Linked DNA regions of Mus musculus: regions 1, 2, 3, 5 and 6 are each linked to region 4. A link is a contact called in public HiChIP or PLAC-seq and promoter capture Hi-C data. All regions are on one chromosome and are shown on one strand. The core of a region is the stretch at or near the end of the contact, and the rest is flanking DNA. Distances in the headings are between cores, read along the strand shown.

Region 1 (2,767 bases), core at 257-2,756, 790 kb before region 4:
CTGTGGCACTGGAGTTAACAGGTGATCTGCACTCCAGTCTTCTGCCATTTGAACAATGGAACCACCTCTGGCTCATTTACCTCCTTTCTTAGCAGTCCCATACGAGGCCACAGGGCTGAGCTTCAGTGTCCTCACTGGTAAATTAATAAAGACAAAACCAACTTCAGTAAAATGACAAAATGCACAGGTCAACTAGAAGAATTATTTTATTTAGGCTATCGTCATAGGGAGAATACTTAAAGAACAACACAATAGATGGCTTTGTAGTGGGAGATAAACATGAAAGTCATTCATGAGTGTTATGGGGAGTCATATGAAAGCAAGGGAAAGAGTATTAACTGAAAGCATTTGCACAGGGATGTGGTAGATAACTGGAGTCTAGACTAATAACCTCAGGAAAGGGGCAGAGACTTGTCCAAGGTCACATTGATAGTGGCAAAGGAAAGGTAAGACTAGAACCCTGATTCTATACTCTCAAGATAATTCTAATTCCAGTCATTCAGGCCTTAAATCACTGTGCAACGGGCATCTATCAGCTTACATATTTCTTAGTAATGCTTTTATTTTAAAAAAGATTTATTTATTTATTTATTTATTTATTTATTTATTTATTTTATGTATATGAGTACACACTGTAGCTGTACATATAGTTGTGAGCCTTCATCTGATTGTTCGGAATTGAATTTAGGACCTGTGCTCGCTCCAGTCAACCTGCTTGCTCCTCTAGACCTCGCTTGCTCCAATCAACTCCGCGAGCTCAGTCCCTGCTCCCCCAGGTCAGCCCTGCTCTCTCAGTCCCTGCTCAGTTCGGCCCAAAGATTTATTTACTATTATTATAAATAAGTACACTGTAGCTGTCTTCAGACGCCCCAGAAGAGGACATCAGATCCCATTACAGATGGTTGTGAGCCACCATGTGGTTGCTGGGATTTGGACTCAGGACCTTCGGAAGAGCAGTCAGTGCTCTTACCGCTATTTAACATATAAGATAGTGGGTTCCGTTATGACATTTTCACGCATGTACTTTGCTCATATTAACTTCCTGCCCCTATTATCATCTTTTACTGGTTCTGACCCTTCTCACACTGTTCTCTTTCCTTCCTCCTAACATGCTGCTATTAATTTACTCAGTACTTGTCAAGAAAGCCGATTTTGTTCTACCAAATCTTAAAGCCAAAAACCAAAAAAAAAAAAAAAAAAAAAAGAACCTTGAAAGCACCCTAAGTACTGTAATCGAGAGCAATTCTTCCGTAGACCGCCAAGGGGCGCAAAGCTTTGTTTTGTTTTGTTTTTGTTTTTCTCCTTAAAGTCCATACACGCTGGGACAGACGACGCTCAACAAGACAGGAAATTATGGGAACCTAGAAGCTGAAAGGACTGTGTTTCTGGGTAGGCGGCTTTGTGAATGAACGCTTCCGGCAGCGAGCGGTGCCAGAATTCCGCACGTCAGACCTGTGTCCCACGTTCCTATTGGCTACAGTCACGTTGAGAGGCGGGCTGACGTCGGGGTCATATTCTCCAATTGGCTAATGGTGTGCCGTTTGGAGCAAGGGCAGTGTGTAGCGCAGCATGCTGCGCACTTCAGTTGAGGTTGGGAATCCGGGCGGAGACCTGCTCTTGGCTCCCAGGGCATGGATCGCGTGTGGCGTGCGTGGGACGGGCAGTCCTTCAAAGAGAACCAGCCTGAGTCGCCGAGTGCCAGGGGTATCGTCGTCTCTTGGCTCAGCAGGGCTGAGTGGGAGCAAGTGACGGTTTATCTGTTCTGCGATGATCACAAGTTGCAGCAGTATGCGCTGAACCGAATTACAGTATGGAGGAGCAGGTAAGGCGGCCGGGTCAACCCTCCTGCCTGGGCGCTGGTGGTGCCTCACTCCTTCCTTGGTCGAATTCCCCTACGGCCACATCTTCTATAGCCTTCCCTGAAATTGCCTTATGGTGCCTCTCTCCTAAGTGCCTGGGGAAAAGTTGCAGCCATGCTCCTGTACTCGTCGAAGGAAAACAGGGCGTACGTTCCAATAATATTTTTGTGTCTGTGAGGTTTAAGTTTTATGTCCAAAATAGAGGGAACCTGAGCCCGGGACTAAAAGAGTAGGTTGATATGTTAGGGTGGCTTTCTGGTTCCAGTTAGGGATTGGACTGTCACCGTTTAGGTTAGATTCAGGATTGAGAAGGCTCAGTTCGTTTGATGGGGGCGGGATATAGAGATTTGGGGTTCCCATACCTAAATAATTTGAGCGGGGAGAAAACGGACTGTGTCCACACAACTGTTGATGTCCTGTTCACCCCAGCCAGCTTCTCAATTCCTTTATTATTGTTGGATCCCGGGGACTTGACCCCGTCTTTTCCACAGGGTTTTGTATCTCCGTGCACTTTTCAGTATGTAGGGGGGGGGTGGGGGGTGTATAGTACAACGACCAAGCTTCTCTGGTAGAGGATAGAACAATGTACTGATTTTTATGATGGTGCTGTGGCCCTTTAGGTTAGGCAACGAACTGCCCCTGGCAGTGGCTTCTACTGCTGACCTGGTAAGATGCAAGCTCATCGATGCAGCCGGTACCTTGGGCACTGATGAACTTAGACTGCTCTATGGCATGGCATTGGTCAGGTAAGACCTGCACAGGGTAAGACTGGGGTGTTGGCTTTGGGAACTGGTAAACATGGATTCGGGTACTACCTGAAACAAAAAGCCACGGATGGGCCTTTGTGGGTGAATCAACCTCTGAGTTTTGTTTTTGTTTTTGTTTTTTTAACGTGGCCATGACTATGT
Region 2 (2,700 bases), core at 61-2,560, 530 kb after region 4:
CAGTTTTTCTTTACATTCTTCATATCGCTCACTGCTCCAATCTACTGTGGGGTCATCCATCTTATTAATAAGCACTATTAAGTATTTTACCCCTGCTGTTTTGGCCAGCATTGCATGTTCTCTTGTCTGTCCACCTTTTTCAAATCCAGTCTCAAATTCCCCTTTCCTGGCAGAGATCACCAGCACAGCTAAATCGGCTTGAGAGGCACCGCCAATCATATTTGGGACAAAACTCTTGTGGCCAGGGGCATCTAGGATTGTGAAATGCTTCTTTTCCGTTTCAAAATACGCACGGCCCACTTCCACTGTTTTACCCTTGTCTCGTTCTTCCTGGTTTGTATCTAAGGCCCAGGACAAGTACCAGGTCTCTCTATTCTTCTCCTTAGCTTCTCGTTCGTATTTCTCAAGTGTCCTTCTGTCAACCATTCCTGTCAAAAACATTATTTGTCCTCCAATGGTTGACTTGCCAGCATCCACATGCCCAATGAAGACCACATTTACGTGTTCTTTCTTAGGTGCACCTGATGGTATGGACACAGATTTTGATTTCCTTACTTCCTCTTTCTCCTCCATCACTTCCTTGACACTTTCTTCTGGGGGCCCTGCATCTCCCAAAGAAGCCTCAGGCTTTGCTTCACTCACTTCTTTAAGCTCCCAAGATTCTTCTAGGGCCATCTCCACCTCTCCATTTTCTACAACAGGTTCTGAAAGTTCCATGGTAACAACTGAACTGGAACCCTCCCACGACACTAAAGGGCCATCTTTGGAAGGTTCTACAGGTGCTCCCCATTCCATCCGTTTACCTTCAGGCTCCCCGGCGCCACCGATGCAGGTTTCGTCGCAGCTGGAGGCTGTGGGGGCGGGCGGCTGGGCCGATCCAGGCAGGAAGGACGGCACGAACTCCGCTGCGCTTACGCTAGGCACGAAAGGTTTGGCGTGGATGTTGAGCTGACTGCTGAAGGCCAAGCTGAGATGCTTGCGCTGGGCCTCGGCTTCCGCGGCCTCAGCCGCTGCCATGGCTGCGGGGGCGATTCCATCCCCGCTCGGAGCCGAACCCGGGGCTTCCATGTCCACCTGATCCCAGCAGTCGGGAGCCGAGTCGCTGCTGCTGCCGAGATCCATGGTGTGAGCAGCCGGGGTGCGGCGGAGAAGGAGCGAGGTAGGCAGGTCAGGAGGAGAGGGTTCTACCGGTGGTAGTAAGGCAGGAACAGCCACGGGCCACGGGCGAGCGACGCGAACCTTAGCGGCGCGGAGGCAGCTAAGCGCAGATGCTGCACTCACAGCTGCGGCGGCGGCAGATATGGCCGCTCAAGGCTCAGCTCCAATGTGTGAGCGAATCTCCTCCCCCAAATCCCAATCACTTCCGACTCCTCCACCCCTGACCCAACGCCTGTGGTGAATTGACCCCTCGCTGCCATCCGTAGGTTTGTCCCCGTTAGTTCTCAGTCAGAGGCTGAGTCTCCAAGTACAATTTAAAAAGAAAAGAAAAAGAAAAAAACACGAGATTTTCTATTTATTTTGGTTCACACAATCTGACAGAATGATTTGACCACGTTCCAATGATTAAGCCTTAGATACACCTGACTTAAAATTCTAAAATCTTCACATAAAACGAAAATTCCTATTGAACAAATGGGAGGCAAAAAATGAGCAACAAGCGGGGTGGGAGGTCAGTAGCGCTTACACGGGGATTTATAGAATGAATCAAGATAGTAATTGCAACTTAAAATCACGAATTAATTTGAAATCGAGAGGCTTTTTGTTCCCATTGATGCCCCCATCCGCTTGCATTTTAAGGATGGGGTTAATGGTCTTTTTAAATTACCAAGGAAAGCAATTTTTAACAATTATTCTAATCATTTTATATGCAAGTATCCGGACAGTAGCAGGCAGGCCATTCTCTGGAGTAAGGCCACTGTACCTTTCCAACCATCTGTAGTTGTACCTATATACCAGGACTTCTACAAGAATCACAGGCCATGCCCTTTCAGCTTCGTTCGGAAACCAGAACTGAGTTTGCAATAGGAATCAATGCAGTGGCAGAGGTAAAAAGAAACTGGCTGTAAGCTCAATTAAAGCCACTATGGCCTCTAAAGTGTAGAAAATCCTTTATAGTTCTCATTAATAGACTATCACCCTCAAAAATGGTTGATATTTTATCTAAATCCTGGATGTACTTGTTTGTAAATTATAGCAATCAGAGAGGAGAAAGCTGGGGATGATCCAATTTACTTTTCCCAGGTGGAGTTGTAGGCATTTGTTTTAAATCAACCCAATAACAAAGTAAGACGTTATAAAACCAAGTGGATGACTGGTAATTTGATCACTATGTTCTCCATACTTCATGAGAATATCAGGGCCCTTGATAGTGCTCACTATGGAGCTGCCACAGCTGTGTGCTATTTATTTCCCACCTTTACCTGCCCTTGGTTCTTTTTCCCTGGTAATGGTTTATTTCTTTTATTGCAGAAAAAAGAAAAATAATAGGAAAAACTGAGAAGTAAAATGTAAAGATAGACTTCTGGGCAGCACCCCGCACAGGTACTGGAACATTTTGTGACCCTAGGACAACGTTCTTTAAATGGGTTTAGGAGAATCTGTCAAGGTTTAAGGGGCTGTTATTACATAAAGTAACCTATTCTAATACACAGGACAGATTTAGAATTTTTCCTTCTAAGTCAATTGAATTAGTCATAAAAT
Region 3 (2,700 bases), core at 132-2,631, 930 kb after region 4:
GACAAAGGAAGTGAACCTCTTAAAAATAAAAAAGACTAAATAAATATAAGGTGTTAAATATTCTGAATAAGAAAGGGGGCTGAGAGGCCTAGAAAGATGAAAAGCCCTACAGTAACATTAAATTTGAATTAAAGGATACCGTTATTTAAATAAGCAGTTGGCATTTTGTAGAGGGAAGGCCAACGAACACTGACTATTAAACAGCTATCCATCACTGCGCTGTTCTGCTAGTCCTTATTTACTTATAATATAGAAATGAAGAGGCAGCAACAGTTAGCCACATTAACCACTCAAGCAAAGGTTACCTAAAGAAAATGACCTTACATTTTCCTACACCACTATACAGCTATAGATTATTTTCACATATATGACCTCATATAGTCCTCACTACCTCTCTGATGTGGCTATTATCGACTACACCGCATAGATAAGAAACTGAGGCTCCGTCCGAGATCTCCTCAGTGCGAGATTTTCTCAGTCGCCCAGTCGGACCCAGACATTCTGATTATGCCGCACGCATTATGCCGCACATTTCGCATAGTTCTATTTAAGGCACAAACAGGATTTTTAAAGGGAAGGAACCGGTTAAGGGGGAAATAATCATGGTACCTGCAGCTCTATGCTGCAAAAAATGGCTGAATTATGCTTCTTCCTTTTTTTCTCCTCTCTCTCTCTCTCTCTCTCTCTCTCTCTCTCTCTCTCCCCCCTCCCACCAGAAAAAAATTTACATTTCAAACAATTTAAGTAAACTCAAAAGACAAATTAGCTCCCAGCATCTACAAAATGTTTGAGTGCGGCCAGTGCGGTGAGGGCCACGGAACCCGTGCCTTCCTCGGGGCCGCGAGCAAAGCCTGGGCTCCGCAGGCCGGCGGCCAGGGGCGGCTACGCACCTCGGGGGTCCTGTCCAGCCTCTAGTGGACGGCAGTCTGCATCAGGAAGAAGTGGGCCAGTGGCCGAACGGTGGGAGGGTCGGGCGCCGGGATGGACCGCGATAGCTCCTCGAACCTCTACAAGGGGCCGCTCCCTGGCCGGGCCGGAGCGCTCCGGCGCCGGGCGAGCTCGCAAGCCCGAGGCCCCCCGAGAAACAGTCCTGGGAAAGAAGACAGCGGTTGAGTGGCGAGTCCAAACAGTTGGGCTAGGCGTGACGCGCGCGGCGTCGGGGCCGGGGCCCAGCCTCGCCAATACCGGGGGATGTCGCGGCACTGCACGGGGCTCGGCTGGAGAGGCGACTCAGGACCACCAACTGGGGGACAGCTGAGGGGGCCGAGGGCAACAGAAACGCCAGCGGGAACCACATACACGACGGCGTCTCCGGGTTTCTGCCCCCAAAGCGCGCGGAGCCTCGGGATCACCCACGCCGGGGGTGGAGGAAAGCGGGAAAGGGGCGGGAAAGGGGCGGGGCGTGAGAGGGCCACGAGCCAGGGGCCGCTCCGGGCCTCGCGCCCCCTGCGGGCCGAGGGAGCCGCCCGGGGCCCGCCCAGGGGGGCGGGGCCCACGGGCTAGGGGCCCGGGCCAGGGTCTCGAGGACGCAGAGCCGAGCCTGTCCCCGAGAGAGGGCGGGGACTGGAAGCCGTGGGTTAGGGAGCAGGCCTGGGAGGCCCCCTTAGCCCCTGAAGGCGCCCCGTGGGGGCCGGCGCGCCGCCTGGCGGGTGTTTACCTTCCCCCTGGTTGAACGCCAATGCCGCCATCTTTCAGCCCAGGCGCGTCACTTCCGGCGCCACGGAACGGGAGCCGGTGTGGGAACCGGGTAGAGGGAGGGTTGTCCCACGCCAGCTGCGCGCCTTGCCCCAGAGGCGGGCCTGCTACTGTAGTGGGGTTGGGGGGTGACGCGGCGGGGCCGGGGCCAGAGAGAAAGGAGGTAGAGGGGCTCTGCAGGAGGGATCCGCTGAGGTTGACCCTCAGAGCCCTGCCGTCGAGGCTGGAGAGACTCGGCCGTGCACTTCCACCCCTGCAGCAGGGTCACTCCGCCTGGCCCGGAGGTGGGCCCCGTGGCGCTGCAGCGAACACACAGTGCGCAAGTTGAGGGCTAGGAAACCTGGAAAATTCCATTTTTGCATCTTGCACACCGTCGGATGAGGGGAGTTTTGCCAATGGTACCTGTTATAAAAGTGACTAGGTGGACGCCAAATGGCAATCATTTTTTATAAGGCAATTTGCAATGAATCATTGCGTCACGGTTCCACTTAGCTTATCGCATGCAAATTACATGTTTCACATGCAAATTTCCCAGAGATGGAAAGAGTCATCGAAAATGGCATTATCTTCACCAAAGGTAGAAAAGTACGAGCTAAAAAAGCGGGTTTGTTTTGCATCAAAATAGGCAAGAAGGAATATACAGAAGGCACCAATTTCAGTTGTTCCTTGAGGAGGGGTCTGTTTGTTTTACAAATCTGCTCTAGAATTCTAGGTCATGGCTTTTAAATACTACCCTTACTTGATTTAAGAAAATGGAAATACACTGTAAGACTTTTGTAAATTTATTATATATCTCTGTAAGAGAGCTGTAGATGACAAATACACAGTTGAAGCCACTGGTTCTACGACCAGTTAAAAATTAAGACAACCGTTAACCATTTCTGATCTTAACAGATCTCTTTGCTTCCCCTGTCTCTAGCTCCACCACCGAAGCCCATCCCCCACCCCCACATCGCCACTTCTCTCTAAATGAATATCCTGATGAACTTTTCAAGAGACTGTGAC
Region 4 (2,786 bases), core at 54-2,553:
AACGATTGTTCTATGGGCCAATATGTGTAAAGTGTGGTCTCATTTGGAGTTTATTCTAATCTGGAGGGACTGAGACTATTTTTTTATGACCTGCACTCATTCGAAATTTCTAATAATTTAATTAAGATAATGACTCTCTAAGATTCACAGATTTCTAGAGAATAGCAAACAATTCCCATTCCACTTAAGAGTCCATAGTATGCTCACAGTTCCAAAATTCAGTTTGTTATATCTCTGGCTAATCCAGTTTCTTCTTTCCGCTGTCAACTATCTGTTGATTCCTAAGGCTATAGGAACCTTAAGAAGAGGAAAGGGTCTGAGAGATTATCTAGATAAGGGAGCTCATCTTTCTTTGGGGCCCAGGCCATTGTAGAACTTACATGTATATTTCTGAAGTTGGACTTCTGGGGTCACTTTATTTTCTGGGAAGCTTAAGTCCCCATGCAACAATAAGGAGACAGAAACCTGGAGACATTGCCTGAACGTTACATAGACAAAAATAAATAGGAGTACATTTGAACCCTCCTCTGAGTGTCCATTCAAAGCTATAAACACTGAACAAAGCAATGGCTACAAGTAGATGGCAAGTTCTTGAAAAGTTTATATACAACAACTATTTAACCCATAGCTGGCTTTCTTTCTTCATACTCAGAGGGCTGGGAGAGTGCCTGTTAACTGTAGTGTGATGAAATCACATTCAGAGCAGGACAGGGCGACAACAGCAGAGAAAGCCAAATGGAACTGGATTGTTAACAAGTTGGTGCCCCTATGGTTGTGCCCACAACACTGATTTGTGAGATTTTATTGCTGACGGTCAGTGGCCTGCAATTTAGTTTTAGGCAGTGGCCAAAGACAATTGCTTCCTATTGACTATAGGGGCTGCCAACTTATATGCTTCGTTTCTACCTATCAACCTACCTATTTGCATTTTCTATTCCTTCTCATTTCTCTCTTTTCTTTATCCTGCCTTTCCCTCACCCTTCTCTTTCTTCACTATATCCTCGATTTCTTCTTTTATTCCATCACATCTTTCCTTCTCTTTCTCCTTTCCATGACTTTCTCTGCCTGCCTCCTTTTATTATGCTTGTTCCCCTTCATTTGATTCTGTTTGTTTCCTCCCCTCTTTCTCAGTCTTTTTCCTCGTCCTTCAGTCTCTTACCCTCCCTTCCCCCACAAGTTCCACACCCCCACGTAAAAACTGGCTTTTGGTGGCTCCCGAAGAGAGAGCCGACTCTGTGAGCGTTGGGTCCTCCGATTGGCTGTCGTTGCTAGCACACCAGCTCAAGTCTCGCCTCCGGGCACTGAATGCGCAGCTGCAGCATCTGCTATTGGCTTGTTCTCTTGTCAGCGTCTCTGTCAGAGACTCACGCTGGCGCCCCCAGTTTCTGCGTGAATAAAAAGGCAACCTACCGGCTGAGGTGGGGGTGGGGAGAGGAGAGGGAGAGGGCAAGCTAGGAAAGGCTAGGAAGAGTGGCTGGTAGCCTGGAATCCCTTGAAGAGAGCTAGCAGACGAGAGAGATCTTAGGAAGCTGATGAACTAGAAAGAGTAGGGGAGACTGAGACTGACCGGTAGCCAGCTAGGCAGACAGACGCATGCCCGGACAGACTCTGGAGAACCGATAGGTTCATTTTGCCTTTCTTTTTGAAAAGCAGGATTTTGATTTTTCTGTGGCGCCCAAGAGAGAATGCTGGACTCTGCTACCTTCAGCTTAAGCTAAGATTTCTCAGTTAGGGAGGAAAGATCAGCCCAGTCCCGAGAGGGGGAGGGAAGCAAAAGCCCCTGCCTCCAACCCCCTTCCCTCCCCCGGACCAAACTCGGGGACCAAACCCAGACCTTCCCTAACCATCTGACTTCCTCCTTTCCTTTTTAGCATGGTGGCTGTATGGACAGTCTGACAGAACAGAGATTGACATCTCCCAATCTGCCGGCCCCCCACCTGGAACACTACAGTGTTCTGCATTGCACCATGACCCTGGATGTGCAAACTGTAGTCGTTTTTGCCGTGATTGTAGTCCTCCTGCTTGTCAATGTCATACTCATGTTTTTCTTGGGAACGCGCTGAATGGAGTCCAGCCACCTGAGCTGTTGCGAACTCTCACTTTGATTTCATCCCAAGAGCCTCTGAGGGGGAAAAAATCAGGAGAGACAGTCTGAGACAGGGAAAGAGAGGGAGAAAAAGAACAAGCTTTCTTACTCAGGGGGGAAAACGTTTTGAGCTTCAACATGGCCTCGCTGTGATATGTATGACGTTGGTATATTATCTCTCCCTAAATCTTTTGTCATGTCTTGTCTTTTAAATATGCCTGTGAGTGGAGTTGCTTATTGCTTGAGTAAAATTGTTGATAAAGAAATGTTTTCTATTTAAGTGTGCATGTTTGTGTGCATTCTCTATGTGATGTTTGTGGAGCAAGCTGTGTCCTGTTAAAGTGGCTTCGCTGTTTGTGATGTCTTGTAAACTTATTCTTTAAAAACTGCCTTTAAACTTCACTGTGGGATTTTAATCAAAAATTCTCTCTTGCTATCAGAATGCATTTGGGTTTGTTTGGGGCTGGAGTTGGAGTTGGTATTTGTGGAAGAGAATGATGAATTTTTTGGTGTTCTGTGAAAGTCTTGCATTGGTTGTTTAGAGAACGAAAAACCTATGCAAGAAATGGATTTATGGAAAATACTCTCTAAATAAGGGGCACAATTTTGAGAAGCGGCACGGTGGGGTGCCTCGAGTTGGCACTTATTAACTGTGTCCTTTGAATTTCAGTTTTGCTATTGAGGGTTTCCAATTTCTGAT
Region 5 (2,796 bases), core at 159-2,658, 620 kb after region 4:
GCTGTCCTGGAAGCACAGCTGGCTGTGTGTCCTTGGGCACGACCCTCTTTGCGGGATTCCTGTTTTGGATAGTAGTGAGTAAACCAGGCTCAGAGAAGTCCACTAAAGTGTAGTGACTATATCTCAGGGGACTCACACAGCGAGGGACAGATAGGGCAGACACTCCTCCCGGAATTCTAAAGCCAAGGCCAGCTTCATTCTGCAAGAACAAGGCAGACACACCTGAATGCTCTGGCCGCTCCAGCAGTCACCAAGAAAGCCTGCGGTCTCGCTCCTGGAGACTGCCTACTAAGAGGAGCACAGAACGAACCTAAAGGGTCCCCACACATGCCAGGCCTCCTAGAACACAAGCCTTATTCCCATGGAACAAATATTGGGGAGAGGACAGCTTGTTATTCCAATAGAGGTTGAAGGAGTGCCCCTGTTCTCAGACTAGATTTTACACTCAGGAAAATCCAGGCCCCTCATGGATGGTTTTGTTTGTCTTTTAGATCAAGTCTCAGAGTTGCACAGCTGGCCTGGAACTCAGGGCTTTCCCTGAGTCCCCAGAGTGCTGGGATTACCAGCCTGCGCAGCGGTGCTGGGGCAGGTTCTGGCCTTTCTGTGTGGTACCAGCTCAATGCCCCGGGCTTCTGCATTAGCTACCTGGTGTGTTAAATGAGAATGTTGCACTCCATCCATCTCCCTAAAACAGCCTGCAAGAAAAACAAGCCCCAGGGCAGACCCCACAGCCCAACGCCTTTCCCTCACCTCTCTAACCCAGCCCTCAAAAAGGGTTTCGATGGGCAAAAACTGCCAAAAGGGCGAGAGAAAAAGCTCATTTTCTGAGTCCAGTGAGAGGAAACCTATAGATCCCCCCCCCCCCCGGGCGACCCTTGCTCCGGTATCTCTGCAATGGTTTTTTTTTTTTTTCTGGCCTTTAAGGTTTCTGCGTCGTAGAGTGGGTGAACTCAGCAGAGGCCTAGCATGTTTCGAAATAAGAGACCCCCGCGGGGGGCCTACCTACGGGGCTCTGCACACGGGGGTGGGCGGGAGCTGCGGACCTGGCTAGAGAGAGTTCGGGAAAAAGGGCGGGACTGAGCATAGACGCATTGCGGAGAAAGGTAGGGGGCTGGTGTGTCGGGCCAGGGGGTGGGACCGAAAGGCGCTGCGCATCTGTTGAAGGAGTGGATGCGTAAGGAGAAGGGGAGGAGGAACCTTTGTCCACTGTCAACCTGGTTGGCGGTGGGATAGTGTGCTGGCAAGGAGGCGGGCTCTCCTCCAAGTGCACATGCGCAACAATGGCTCTGGGATGAAGCTTTTGTTGGGAAAGCAAGCGGGACTCTTATTTGGACAGTGATCTGCTGCGCATGCGCGGCGCGTCCAGAGGCGGTGGGTGGTATATTAGGCGGAGAGGCGGGGTCGCCCGAGCTGCCGCGCTGGCATTTTCTCCTGGACGCGGAGAGAGTGCGGGTGCCGAGAGCCGGACAGAGCCATTCCCGATCCTCTTGAGTCGCGAAGAAGGAAACAGCGAAGGGATTGGGGTTCGGCCCTGAGGCAAGGTGAGGTTCGCCCCCAGACGGGGCATCTGCCCCCCTGGCGCGGCGTCCTTCCGCCATTCTTTTCTCCCAGTCCCTTCACCCTGGATTCGGAAGCCCCCTGCTCTGCCTGCTCCCGGATTCAGACCCTGCTCCCGACCCTTTTCTAATTTGAAACTCCGTCCGTCCCCCTGAATCTTTTCTCCAGTTCCCTCCCCGAATCCTATTTCCCGACCTTGATCCCGTTAGATGGTTCCTCTGAATTCAGAACCTTAATTCAACTTTTCGGACGCCCGTGTCTCCCCGCTCGCCGCCCTCCCTCCCCGCCCCCGTAAACTACCGCATCCACAGCTCCTCTCTGACTCCAAAACGGCAGCGCTGAAGCTTTTCCCTGGCCGCGTCTGAGATTGGAGATGGTCTAGCGGGACGACCGGTTACTTTTCCCGCTCCGCTTAGGCCTGGTTCTCCCCCCGGACTCGGCACCTCACCCGCCCCCAGAATCAAAGCACACACGCACACAGAATTCGGTCCTATGTCTTTTCCTTCTGTAGTGTAATGCCCAGCTCCTCTCTCCCACACCCCCCCCCTTAGGCTCTGCTCTTGCCAGGGAGACGAGAGCTATGGCTCAGAAACCGGACGGCGGTGCAGGCCTCCGCGGCTTCCAGGTGAGGACCCCGCTCCCAATTCCCCCATTTTTCCCCTGCTGACAGTTTACGCCCACCCCCGGCCCCTTAGGTCGCGCGAATGGCAGGATCTGATTTTGCCCTTCTTCCGGCCTAGACACCGCGGGCTCTCAGATTTCTAGCGTTTATCGAATGGGGGGGAGGGGCGGCCCTTTTCAGCCATCGGTCCCTGCTTAGAGAAAGGGGAGACCCTGTTAGTCAGGGCATTCTGCCCAGAGAATGCGGGTTGGGTAAGGAACCATTTTTTTTCCATAACCCTGACGCGTGTAGAGCAGTCTGTCGCCCCATCCCCCAACCTCTCGCCTCCACCCTCCCTTTCTCCACGCCGCGAGACTCCCCCTCCACCCTCTCGGCTTATCCTCCTTGATTCCTCCCTCCTCGGGTCTTGAGCTCCCCACCTCAAGCCTAACCAGTCCGTCTCTAAACCCATTTGGGGCTCAGAGCTTGCACCACATTCCGCACCAGCCCCTGCTGCCACAGACTGTCCCTCACCTTGCCCTGCCCCCTCTACCCTTAATTAAATTTTGTTCGCGCCCCGCCTCCCTTTGACCCGCCTCTGCCCCCACGTCTGAGTACTGTGACGCCTGTCTACAGCT
Region 6 (2,700 bases), core at 169-2,668, 550 kb before region 4:
CATCTGCTTTTAAAGTAACAGTCTCACACCTCAAAATAATTGTGAAAAACGCCTTGCAACTTTAGAACCTTATCTAATCATGGTATCCAAAGTCTCACTTTGGGTGTCTTGGGCCAAATGTTTTTGAGAGAAGTTGACTATTTTCAACTATACCTTATACTCTAATTTAAGAAGAACAAATAAGTCACAACTATCTTTATTTTTATTAAGAGTATCTAAGTTTCACCAACACATTTTTAAATGAAGACGTGAGTCATTTTTGATGAAGAATACTTTGTAAAATGTTTCCCCTATTGTCAATATTTTACTTTGTCCACTTCTCAAGTTTGGTGGTACTTTGGTTGTCAAATAGGACATGTCACTAGTTTTGTCTTATTATCACTATTATTTAACATAACTAATATCTGCCTAGCTTTACATGCTAAGAATCAGGGGCTAGGCATATGGCTTGCCTACTGCACATGAGTATAAACAATACTGCAAAGTAAGGTACCACTCAAGCTATCTGGTCAATTCTTTCGTCATGAAGCATCAGCAATGCGGAGGATGGGCTCTTGACAAGCCTCAGGTCAGGTCAGGCTGTCTCCCGTGATCAAGAGTCAGAGCCACAGTTAGAACAAGGAGTAAAATGTGAACAGGGCACTAGAAGAATCTGTTTCCAGACCAGAGACTAAGAAGGTGCACGACTGTACTTAGAATCATCAGCATCTAAGAAGCAACCCCAGGCCTTAATCACTGACACTATGTTTCTGGAAGCCAGGATTGAGATCACAAAGTGACGGCTTTCAAAAGGAAAACTAACTGGAAGAAATTACCCGCGAGCAGATGCAGGAAGGGTGTCAGAAGCTTCTGAATGAGAGTGCAGAGCTTCATTGGCCTGCTGGGGCCCCAGAGACCCTAAGACCAGAAAACAGCTTGAGCACCAGGAGACTGCGGTGCCACTACTCACCCCTACTCTCCTAAGGTCTTGTTGTCGCCTCGCACCATGCAGCCCCTGCGGAGGGGAAAACTTTCCCCCTCCCCCGCCGCTGAGGGTGGGATCCGCGGAAGAGAGGAGGCGGCGTCGCAGCTGTTCAAGCAGGGCCAGATAAGCGCCGGGTGCAAGAGAACCAGCCTGGCGCTTGTGCCCCTGGCGGCCACCAACTTCACCACCATCGACTTGGAGGGCCAGGAGGAAGCAAAGGCGGCAGGCCTTCGCCCAGCAGACCGAACTCTCCCGGAATACTAGGCCTGCGCTTCTGGCAGGACCGTCTGCCCCGGTCCTCTCAGCAACAGGACCCCCCAGGCTTAATTCCAATTGCTTTGGCCCCGCGACCACAGAACAGTGGCTGCTCCCTCTTGGGGCCGCGGTCGCAGCTGCATCCTCGTGCTCCTCTTCCTCTGGCGCTGCTGCCTACACACACAGCCCCGGCGCAGTTACCACCGCGGCGCCTGGATCGCCGTTTCTTAGCAACCGCGCGCATGCGCCCCACCCCCGCCAGGGACCACTGGAGCCGCGGTCTGATCTCGGACGAGTTTGGTTTGCGACCTAGAAAAAGTGAACAAAACCCCACTTCCTAGGCAGGCCCTAACGTCAGGGTAAAAGAATCGTGAGGAGAGGTCCAAGATGTTCTGAAATGGAGAGGCCTGGAGACTTAGGATGAGATCCTTGGATAGGCATGTGAACTATGGATGGTTTTCCTGCAGGCTTTTCTTGTACTTTACCAGAGTGATCTTTATAAAACTCCCAACTCTCACTTGCCTCTGGTCAGGAGAATGGAATTGCTGCCAAATTTGTATTTCTGTTCTTTTTCTAACCTCTCTAAATCTGTTTCTTCAACTGTAAATGAGAAACACAGTACTCTGAATACTTATAAGGATGAAGAGAAAAAGTACGTGAAGCACTTAACATACATAACCTACTGTGACACAGAGTAAGCATTCAATAAAAAAGGAGCTATTTGCAATGGCTCATCACTCTGTACAATACAAGACAAAGTGCCTGCTCTCTAGTTGAACATTCTAGCTTAATAAAGTCCTCCGAGAGTAGTCTGGTTTCATTCTAATTCCAGACCTTAGTCACCCAACTGTAGATAGGTTTTACACATTCTCAGATTGAAGTGTATAAAATGCCTACATACATTTTCTATTTTCATCTGGAAAAGAAATCTGTGTGAGCCCAGGAACTAATGAACATCCAGTGATCTTTCCAAAACTACTCATTAATGTTAAAAGACTAGTACTAAAAACTGACATTTAAACAATGGTTATACATAAAACATTTTGTGTCATTTTCTGCTGGCTATTGATCTTCTGAAAATCAGCCTTAACTTTTCTGTAATGTGTAATTATAAGACAAAAACATGTAATTAATTCTGAACATAATACAATGTATAAATAGTATGTGCATATTTACAGAATATACCCTACTGAATGATAATCTAATGAAATATACATTTTAGATACTATTTAAAAGCCTATGCCATGTAAAACCTTTGCAAAGCCCTAAAAATGTTAATAAGATATAATTTTCAAATGGACTATAAATTTAAAATGAAACTTTATGGCAACCAGAGAGCCAGTAAATATTTTAAAAACTGTATTTTCAGTGGTGTCTAAACACTAAATTGCCTTCCTTTGGTCACATGCTCTAGCTGCATCTATTGTATTGATAAAGAAGTAAGTCCTATCAACAAACAGAAGTGTCTATACACATTTGTA

What was found. Promoter capture Hi-C pulls out the DNA fragments that hold promoters and counts their contacts. HiChIP or PLAC-seq counts read pairs in DNA pulled down with a chosen protein or histone mark.
Region 1: a contact with region 4 is called in a promoter capture Hi-C map of liver, with 3 times the contacts expected there. The contact joins the promoter of Las1l here to the promoter of Arhgef9 in region 4. A contact is called at or near these places in 8 of 39 promoter capture datasets (the 3T3-L1 cell line, cranial neural crest, liver and 3 more), 1 of 484 Hi-C or Micro-C datasets (liver) and 1 of 115 datasets of contacts at active chromatin or transcription factors (astrocytes).
Region 2: a contact with region 4 is called in a promoter capture Hi-C map of hippocampal neurons, with 4 times the contacts expected there. The contact joins the promoter of Gspt2 here to the promoter of Arhgef9 in region 4. A contact is called at or near these places in 4 of 39 promoter capture datasets (the 3T3-L1 cell line, cranial neural crest, embryonic stem cells and 1 more) and 1 of 115 datasets of contacts at active chromatin or transcription factors (astrocytes).
Region 3: a promoter capture Hi-C map of liver shows a contact between it and region 4, with 3 times the contacts expected there. The contact joins the promoter of Klhl15 here to the promoter of Arhgef9 in region 4. A contact is called at or near these places in 3 of 39 promoter capture datasets (cranial neural crest, liver and pre-B cells).
Region 5: a promoter capture Hi-C map of liver shows a contact between it and region 4, with 2.9 times the contacts expected there. The contact joins the promoter of Maged1 here to the promoter of Arhgef9 in region 4. A contact is called at or near these places in 3 of 39 promoter capture datasets (the 3T3-L1 cell line, hippocampal neurons and liver), 2 of 484 Hi-C or Micro-C datasets (cardiomyocytes and uterus) and 1 of 115 datasets of contacts at active chromatin or transcription factors (astrocytes).
Region 6: an H3K27ac HiChIP or PLAC-seq map of embryonic stem cells shows a contact between it and region 4, with 3 times the contacts expected there. The contact joins the promoter of Zc3h12b here to the promoter of Arhgef9 in region 4. A contact is called at or near these places in 2 of 39 promoter capture datasets (cranial neural crest and pre-B cells) and 2 of 115 datasets of contacts at active chromatin or transcription factors (both in embryonic stem cells).

Annotation. Positions count from the first base shown.
Region 1 is chrX:95,955,713-95,958,479 of GRCm38.p6, reverse strand. Las1l (LAS1-like (S. cerevisiae)) reads left to right here and starts at 1,506. Exons shown (of 13, transcript NM_152822.3): 1 at 1,506-1,822; 2 at 2,480-2,605. The coding sequence starts at 1,632.
Region 2 is chrX:94,634,679-94,637,378 of GRCm38.p6, reverse strand. Gspt2 (G1 to S phase transition 2) reads right to left here and starts at 1,310. Exons shown (of 1, transcript NM_008179.2): 1 at 1-1,310. The coding sequence starts at 1,122.
Region 3 is chrX:94,233,611-94,236,310 of GRCm38.p6, reverse strand. Klhl15 (kelch-like 15) reads right to left here and starts at 1,381. Exons shown (of 3, transcript NM_001039061.1): 1 at 891-1,381.
Region 4 is chrX:95,165,056-95,167,841 of GRCm38.p6, reverse strand. It overlaps Arhgef9 (CDC42 guanine nucleotide exchange factor (GEF) 9), which reads left to right and starts at 1,303. Exons shown (of 10, transcript NM_001290385.1): 1 at 1,303-2,242.
Region 5 is chrX:94,540,637-94,543,432 of GRCm38.p6, reverse strand. It overlaps Maged1 (melanoma antigen, family D, 1), which reads left to right and starts at 1,408. Exons shown (of 13, transcript NM_019791.3): 1 at 1,408-1,541; 2 at 2,109-2,182. The coding sequence starts at 2,138.
Region 6 is chrX:95,710,396-95,713,095 of GRCm38.p6, reverse strand. Zc3h12b (zinc finger CCCH-type containing 12B) reads right to left here and starts at 1,418. Exons shown (of 9, transcript NM_001034907.3): 1 at 950-1,418.